Linked DNA regions of Hordeum vulgare: region 1 is linked to region 2. Evidence: chromatin contacts called from public Hi-C data. All regions are on one chromosome and are shown on one strand. The core of a region is the stretch at or near the end of the contact, and the rest is flanking DNA. Distances in the headings are between cores, read along the strand shown.

The links. A called contact is a pair of places that touch in the nucleus more often than the background predicts.
Region 1: a Hi-C map of seedling shows a contact between it and region 2, with 3 times the contacts expected there. The contact joins the promoter of LOC123431042 here to the promoter of LOC123428150 in region 2. A contact is called at or near these places in 2 of 6 Hi-C or Micro-C datasets (leaf and seedling).

What each region holds. Positions count from the first base shown.
Region 1 is chr2H:635,924,823-635,928,350 of MorexV3_pseudomolecules_assembly, reverse strand. LOC123431042 reads right to left here and starts at 2,178. Exons shown (of 2, transcript XM_045114858.1): 1 at 1,592-2,178; 2 at 316-688. The coding sequence starts at 2,097. The coding sequence ends at 529.
Region 2 is chr2H:635,723,107-635,726,806 of MorexV3_pseudomolecules_assembly, reverse strand. LOC123428150 (ethylene-responsive transcription factor ERF008-like) reads right to left here and starts at 1,691. Exons shown (of 1, transcript XM_045112314.1): 1 at 170-1,691. The coding sequence starts at 1,333. The coding sequence ends at 602.

The DNA.
Region 1 (3,528 bases), core at 929-3,428, 200 kb before region 2:
GAACGTAACAATCATATGCTTAAGAGCTGAATGAAGGCAGGAATGTTAATGCTAGATCTCTGTATGGCTATTTAGACAGCAGGATTGGTACTGTAAGGAAATCCATCAATCCTGCTTCCAGGGACGGTTTCTTGCATCTAAATGACAAGCTGTGTGTACCGTATTATGCGACACAACAGGATTGTGGAGTACAGTAAGGAACTCCATCAATCCTGCTACCAGGGACGGTCCCTGCATTTGTGTGTATCGACAGTGCAATATAAGAAAGAAACCCAGGGCTCACATAAATCAGTCCACTGAAAGAGTACTCAAGGCTCGCAGTAACTTGGTTCGTTCGAATATATGCCCCTGTGATGATACAACATATTCAATATCTGGAAATTCCGTCGACAAAGAGGATCCTCCCTGGATCACATTGTCCACTTCTGAATGAGCAAGGACTTTTTGATGCTGTGACAACATCCCAATTTTAACATATGTAAATCACCAGTTATAACCATCTAACTCGAAGTGCCTACAAATTGCCGTCTACTTCTTGAGATAGCACTCAATATGTTTAAGCCACCCTACAAGCTCTGTCTGCTCCTTGTTTTCCATGTAAGTGTGCAGGAAAGCTGCTAGCTCATCATTCACCCCTCTCTGCTCCAAGTAATCACGCACTGCAGTTTGCATCTCCTCATCTAACTCCCTGCTCATTGGTAAGACCAGCAAGGTAAAAAAAGCATATTAACATCTCATAATGCTAACAGTGAAGCGCAACTCAAAAAGAGATCATAATGTTGAATGCTATACTGTATGTAGTAAGTCAAAGAAACAAGTTAGGATTTTAACAAATCAAAATAGCATCAGTAGAAAACAAGAAATATAAGATCCTTTTCCAATAATTGTTTGTATCAAAATGAACGATGAGGAGCCAGCATTGTCATTCAGCTCCTACTGTATCAGAAATTTGTAACTGCTACATTACAACTAGCTAGTGCTAGATTACACCACTTTCTTGTTTGAATCTAAGGAGCCAGCATTGTCATTCTCCAGGGGTTTTGGAGCAATTCAACTGGTGCACGAGACATGCATTATTCATCCAGAAACAAATTTGATCTAATTTCCCTTAACACGGAACTGAAGTTGGAGGAAAGCTCCGTACCCGCCAAGCCCGAGCATTTCATCTATCACATGATTACTTTTCCAGTCCAATAGTCACCACTAGTGTGGGTAAACAGGGAGCATGTTTCCATATGTTTTTGTACTTAAAAGTTCTTTGAAAAGATAATAACACAAGTAAAAGTTTGATGCTATGTGCATTGGATTGTGTGTGCAAAGTTATTCATTTCCGTAGACTGTGTAAAAAGAAGTATGCTTGGTACATACTATAAAAAGTTGTTATAACCATCCTAAATTTCTTTAATACAGTACAAGAAACTGCTACGATTATGCACAAGAGATATGCGAGCCAGAAATCCTGGTCCAATTTCTTTAATCAATCATTGATGCTAACAGCTGAACATGCTAAAGCAGCATCGCGAGAACATGGACATTCTTTGATTTAAACAACTTATAAGCATTCTAAACTGCTAAAACGAGGTTGGGTCACCTGAACTGGCGGCCAATGTATTGCTGCTCCGGCGCTGGCCCAGTGCGGCGGACGGGGAAGACCCTCTCCACGTCCATCTCCTCAGGCCAAGCCGAGCACTCGAAGTTGAGCGCGAAGTCAGGCCGCGCGGGCTTGGTGACCTCGACGTGGACGCTGATGTGCATCCTGGCCGGTGGCCCGCCGTCCTCCGCGGCCACGCCCGAGCGGGTGGGCGCCACGGCGCCGTCGATCATCGAGGCGTCCACCCTGACCTCCTCCTCCCCGAACGCGCGGCGCAGGCGGATATACTGCTCGCCGGGACGGTCGTCGACGGCGAACGGCGCGACGGAGGGCGGCACCTGCGGGGCGGGCTCGGGGCGGCAGGAGGAGATCTCGGAGCGGAGGGAGCGGAGGAGGCGGTCGAGGAACGCGGAGCGGCGCATGTCGGCCATGTACGGCCGCGAGGGAACGAGGCGGGGCGCGAGCGCCTGGAGACGGGGCCGGAGGTGGAGCAGCCGCCGGGCCATGGCGAGGTGGTGCTGCGCGTGGACGGACGGCGGCCGCCGGCGGGTCTCGGGTTTTGAGAAGGGTTTCGGTGAAAGACGGCGAACTTGGGCTTGGGCAAAGCCGTGCAATGGGAAGAAAGAAAGAAAGGGCCTCGTTGCCGTGGGCCGGGGATGTGGCAGAATTTGGGCTTTTGCTTTTCATGGCAGCGTGCAGCCCAGCCTTCCACGGCAACAAGACGGCTAGGGACTGTCTTTTGATGGGCCGGGCAATCGGACTTCTGTCGTTGGGGACTTCCTCAACTTCTCATCATATAAAAAAATTAAAAAATCTCAACTTCTCATGGTAAACACTATTTCTCATAAAAAAAACTCATGTACGACATATGTATGCCTAGCTGTTTGTACCCATTGCTGCGAGACAAGAGGGGTGGTACAGTAAAGGACGTCATCAATCCTGCTCCCAGGGACGGTCCGGCATCTGTCTGCAATTCTGCATGACAAGCTGCGTGCACGGTGTTCTTCTACCCTTGTACGAGACGAATATGATCGTGGGGTACTGTAAGGAAGAAGTCACATAAATCCTCCTTCCGGGGACGGTCCGTGCGTGTCGACAGTGCAATAAAACCAAGCACCCGGGCTCCAGCAGTGTGACCTACGACATATGACTAGTCAGATATATGAATATAAATAAATCCACTCAACGATGCAGCTGTTCTTGGTAGAGAAGAGTAGCGGTTCGTCAGAATACGATTCCGTGACACTCCACCGACGGCGCTGCTTCAGTTCGGAGGGAATCGTCATGGGATCACATCGTACGCGCTGCTGCCTGCTGCATGCCTGCGTCTTCTGAAGGCGCGGAGCAGATGCACCCTGCCGTGCCGTGACAACATCGCATTTGTTGTTCGTGTTAAATGATCCCTGCACCCCTCGCTCGTGTTACGCGGTGCAGGGCGTCGTCGTGTTGCGCATGCCATTGATCAGGAGACGCTGCGGTGACAGGCAGGGCGAGATAGGTCATGGATGGATGGATGGACTGATCAGTGGTGCGTGCATGCTGATGCTGTTGCCGCATCAGCGATTAGACGTACGTACACGCGCCGCTGCTGCCGTTTGCAGACGAGGTGGGGCGGCCGGGTGGGGGCGGATGGATGGCACCGGGGGCAGACAGGCGCGCGTGCACGCGACGCCGGCGAGCAGACGCAGCACGCGCGCTGCTCCTACACCAACAAGACGTCGCGTGCGCGCGTTTATGTTCGACCAGATGTCCAGATTCAGAGATGTGCGCTTCTCCTCTTCGGTCCAGATTCTTCTTTTTCCAAAAGGAGGCGCGATTCTGATGATGCATACACCACAAGTTGACGAGCCATCTCGAGTACGTCGCAGCCGAAAGGGCCGCGAATTCTTTGGAGGTAGAGATAGGATGGAACTGGATGCAAACCGATCTTGCACCGC
Region 2 (3,700 bases), core at 442-2,941:
TGCCTGCTGATGCCTAACCTAACCTAACGCGGATATGCTCGCTTGCTTTGCTTTGCTTTGCTCCCACCAGCAGACAGCCGGATTAAGCCGCCAAGCCAACCACTGGATCATTTCAATTACACTACTCAGATAATACGATATCAAAATCCAGAGGCGATGCACTCAGCAGTTAATTAACAACGAAGGGGGCGACGGACGATTAATTAACAGAAGTTGCACTGCTAATCGCTGCTTATCTACTCGATAACAGAAACAGAGAGAAAAAAGAAGAAGATGGTGGCGATTGTTTTATCACTGTTACAGCTGTCTTTTTTGACATTTGGAAAGACCGCCACTTGTGGCGTCCCCCGCCTCCCCTCCCCCTCCCTTGTTCTTATCCAGACCAACGTATTGAAAAATAATCTCGCCACCGACCCACCGACCACCGGCACCTCGCCCGCCGACGCGGCGGAGCTTGCTAGGGAGACCGTTGGGTGGTGGACTGGATTGAGTTGCTTGTGCTGCTTCATCAACATACGCTGCTGGCTGCTCTCCGGAGACTGGCTGCATGGTCGACTGGTTGGTTGTAGATGACTGGAAGCCGCCGCTTCTTCCGGCTGCTTCACTCGGCGTCGGAGGTGTCCGGGCTGGGCGCCTGGTTGAGATCCGGGTTCTTGGCGCGCCCGTTCCACGCCGTCCGCTGCTGCTTCACGTGGCGGTGCAGCTCCTCGCCGTGCGGCTCCGCGTGGTGGTGGTGGTGGAGCCGCTGCCGCTCCCGGTGGTGCGCGGGCGCGGCGACCATGGTGGTCATGCCGGTCTGGAGCGCGTCCACGCGGGACCCGACCTCGATGGCCTTCTTCCGGATCGAAGCCGCCGACAGCGCGCCGCCGTCGGCCAGCTCGCCCGCCATCTCCCCTCCACCGGCCTCGGCGGCCTCGGGCGACGACAGCGCGAGCGCGGAGATCTCGTCGGGGAAGTTGAGGCGCGCCGACCTGCCGCGGAGGTAGAAGACGGCCGTGTCGTAGGCGCGCGCGGCGGCGACGGGCGTGGCGTAGGACCCCAGCCAGATGCGCGTCCGCTTGTGCGGCTCGCGGATCTCCGCCACCCACTTGCCCCACTTGCGCATGCGCACGCCGCGGTACTGCTTCCGCGGCTGCTGCTGCTGCAGCGGCATCGCCATGGCCATGGGCATGGGCGGCGCCACGGCCACCGTCACGTTGTGCTCCTCCTTGGCCGCCACCGCCGCGGCCGCAGCCGCCAGGGGCGCCATGGCCGCCGCAGCCGCAGCCGCAGCCGCCGCAGAACCCGCCGAGCCCTCGCTCGAAGACGACGAGCGGTACTCGCCCTGCTGCATGAGGGAAGATGCCTGCCTAACCTAAGCTGCTATGGTGGCCGGCCGCCGCCTCGGCTGGTCTCTCTCTCTCTCTCTCTCACCTCCCTGCCGCGTGCCGGAAGGAGGAGTAGCTTTTGGGTTGGAGCAGCGGAGCTGGCTTCTCTTTCTTGCCGTGGCTCCAGTCCCGGCTATCTATTTGCTGGGCGGTATTTGTATTGGGATTTTGTGGGTGGGGGGTATGATTAGAGTTTGGTTGGGATAATCATAAACTGGAGCGCAGCTCCGCTCGGGAGGGAGAGAAGGGAAGAGGACATCGACGGCAGCAGCAGTGTACTCTACTGTGCTGTTTGGAAGGGAGCCTGGCCTGACCCGTTCCAAGCCAAGCCAAGCCGAGCCAGCCGCACCCCAAAGGAAATCGCTAGGTCCACCGTCTAACTTGCGTCCGGACACGACACCCCACAGGTCCATGCATATCCATCCCCACGTACGTATTTGGACCAGTACTCCATACGTAGCAACAACGTCGGCCGGTTGTATTTGTATTGTACTCGTACTTGGGTACAGCTAGCGTCAACCTTGTAGGATTGGAATTTGTATTTGGCGTGCAATTCCTTGCTCTGGCTGTGGAAACAACACCATCGTTGTTGCTGCTGGTCCAGGCAGGAGAAAAAACACGAACTGTTCTTTCTTGTGGTAAGGTAAGTTTATATTATACTACGATGATAAGATGACCGCAACGTCACAATCCATGTACCCTTCTCTGTTGCTCACCAACCCTCGTGCGCACTTGTCGCCACGCTGTAATTTTGTTGACCTCCGTTGCCGCTCCGGTTTCTTCCTGTCCAAGTTCCGTTCACATTTTCGGGGTCAACAAGTGATCGCTTGAGTATACAATAAGTGGCAAATTCTAGAAGAAATGTACTACTACATGTCTTACAAAATAGACATATGACTAGGCAATGAAAAAGATTATCCTTACCCGCGCAAGAGGAAACGAAAAAGATCGTCCTTACGTTTTCTTCATCATGTGATGCACATGATATGCCATTTTTTTCATGTGACATGCAAAGTCGCTTAGGACAATCACATCAAGCAAATGGATTGGCGACTAGTGCTCATATCGGCCACAAGTAAAATTGTGTGGCCTAAACTTTGGAAACCAAACTAGAACTCCTAGTAAAATCATCCTAAGAAGAGAAAAGGAAAATAAATCCTAATAGTTACATCAACGGCCACAAGGTACTATAATTTCTTTAACTGCCAAAACAGTGTGCTCCTTTGCTGTGAGAGTATCACAAGTGCGCTCACATATTTGGAGAGCAAGTATCGAATTGACTATTTATATATGTAAAACTAGATGGAAGAGCTTGTTGTATATCGATCAGCAGGGACTCGTTTGTGGAAGATTACATGGGTTCTGGGTCGGTTTTGATCTCGACTTGGCTTTTCTGATAACTATACATGAGACACATACATATCATACACAAACCAATTGCCAGGATTACACAACAATCACATGTACGAAATACAAACTATACAAAGTATCTGAACATCCACTGTCAATCATAACTTATCTATGTTGAGAATGCGACTAAATGCTTCATGTTGCCGTACTGTCAATGGTTTTGTAAACCCATGTGCAACTTGATCTCTTGTGGTTATAAAATGAATGTTGAGGAACTTGTTTGCTACTCTTTTTGTGACAAAGTGGCCATCCACTTCAATATGTTTAGTTCTTGCATGAAACACAAGATTGACTCACTGATAAGTTTCACCAAGATTATCACGCCGTAATATTGCTGCTTTAGGTTAAATATAATACCAAGCTCTTGCAACAATGATTGAACCAACATTAAAAGCACCACTTTATTTTGACACGATTGATCCTATCCACCCATAACCAGGTCCAATGGTCCATGATTTAAATTGTTTTTCACAACAAAACTTGTTTGTTTGATAGTCATTGCATTTTTAATCTTGATATGGCCCTTAATTATGATTTGGCTATCACCTTACACGAAAGAGGGGGGAAATTGGATGTCCCCTTACCTCTTTTTTTGTCTCCTACGTTCTCTTCACAATTCACACGCTCCCAATCAAGCACGTATCCTTCTTTCACTAGACCTACAAATGGTCATTGATGCAAGCCACTCCTTTGAGGTTCACTCCTCTCTCATGCTACATAGTCGCAACTTGATCGACTTAAGCGATGCTCATGTCATAAGTCGGCCAACCTAATCGATCGATGCCAGGACTTAAGTCTATAAGTTGATGACATGACCTACAATAGTTATAGGGATGTTGATGACAAGGCCCATGGTGCCTAGGAGGCTAGGAGTCTTGTCATGATATTCCATATTGGAGGACATATATCTAAATATCTCTATT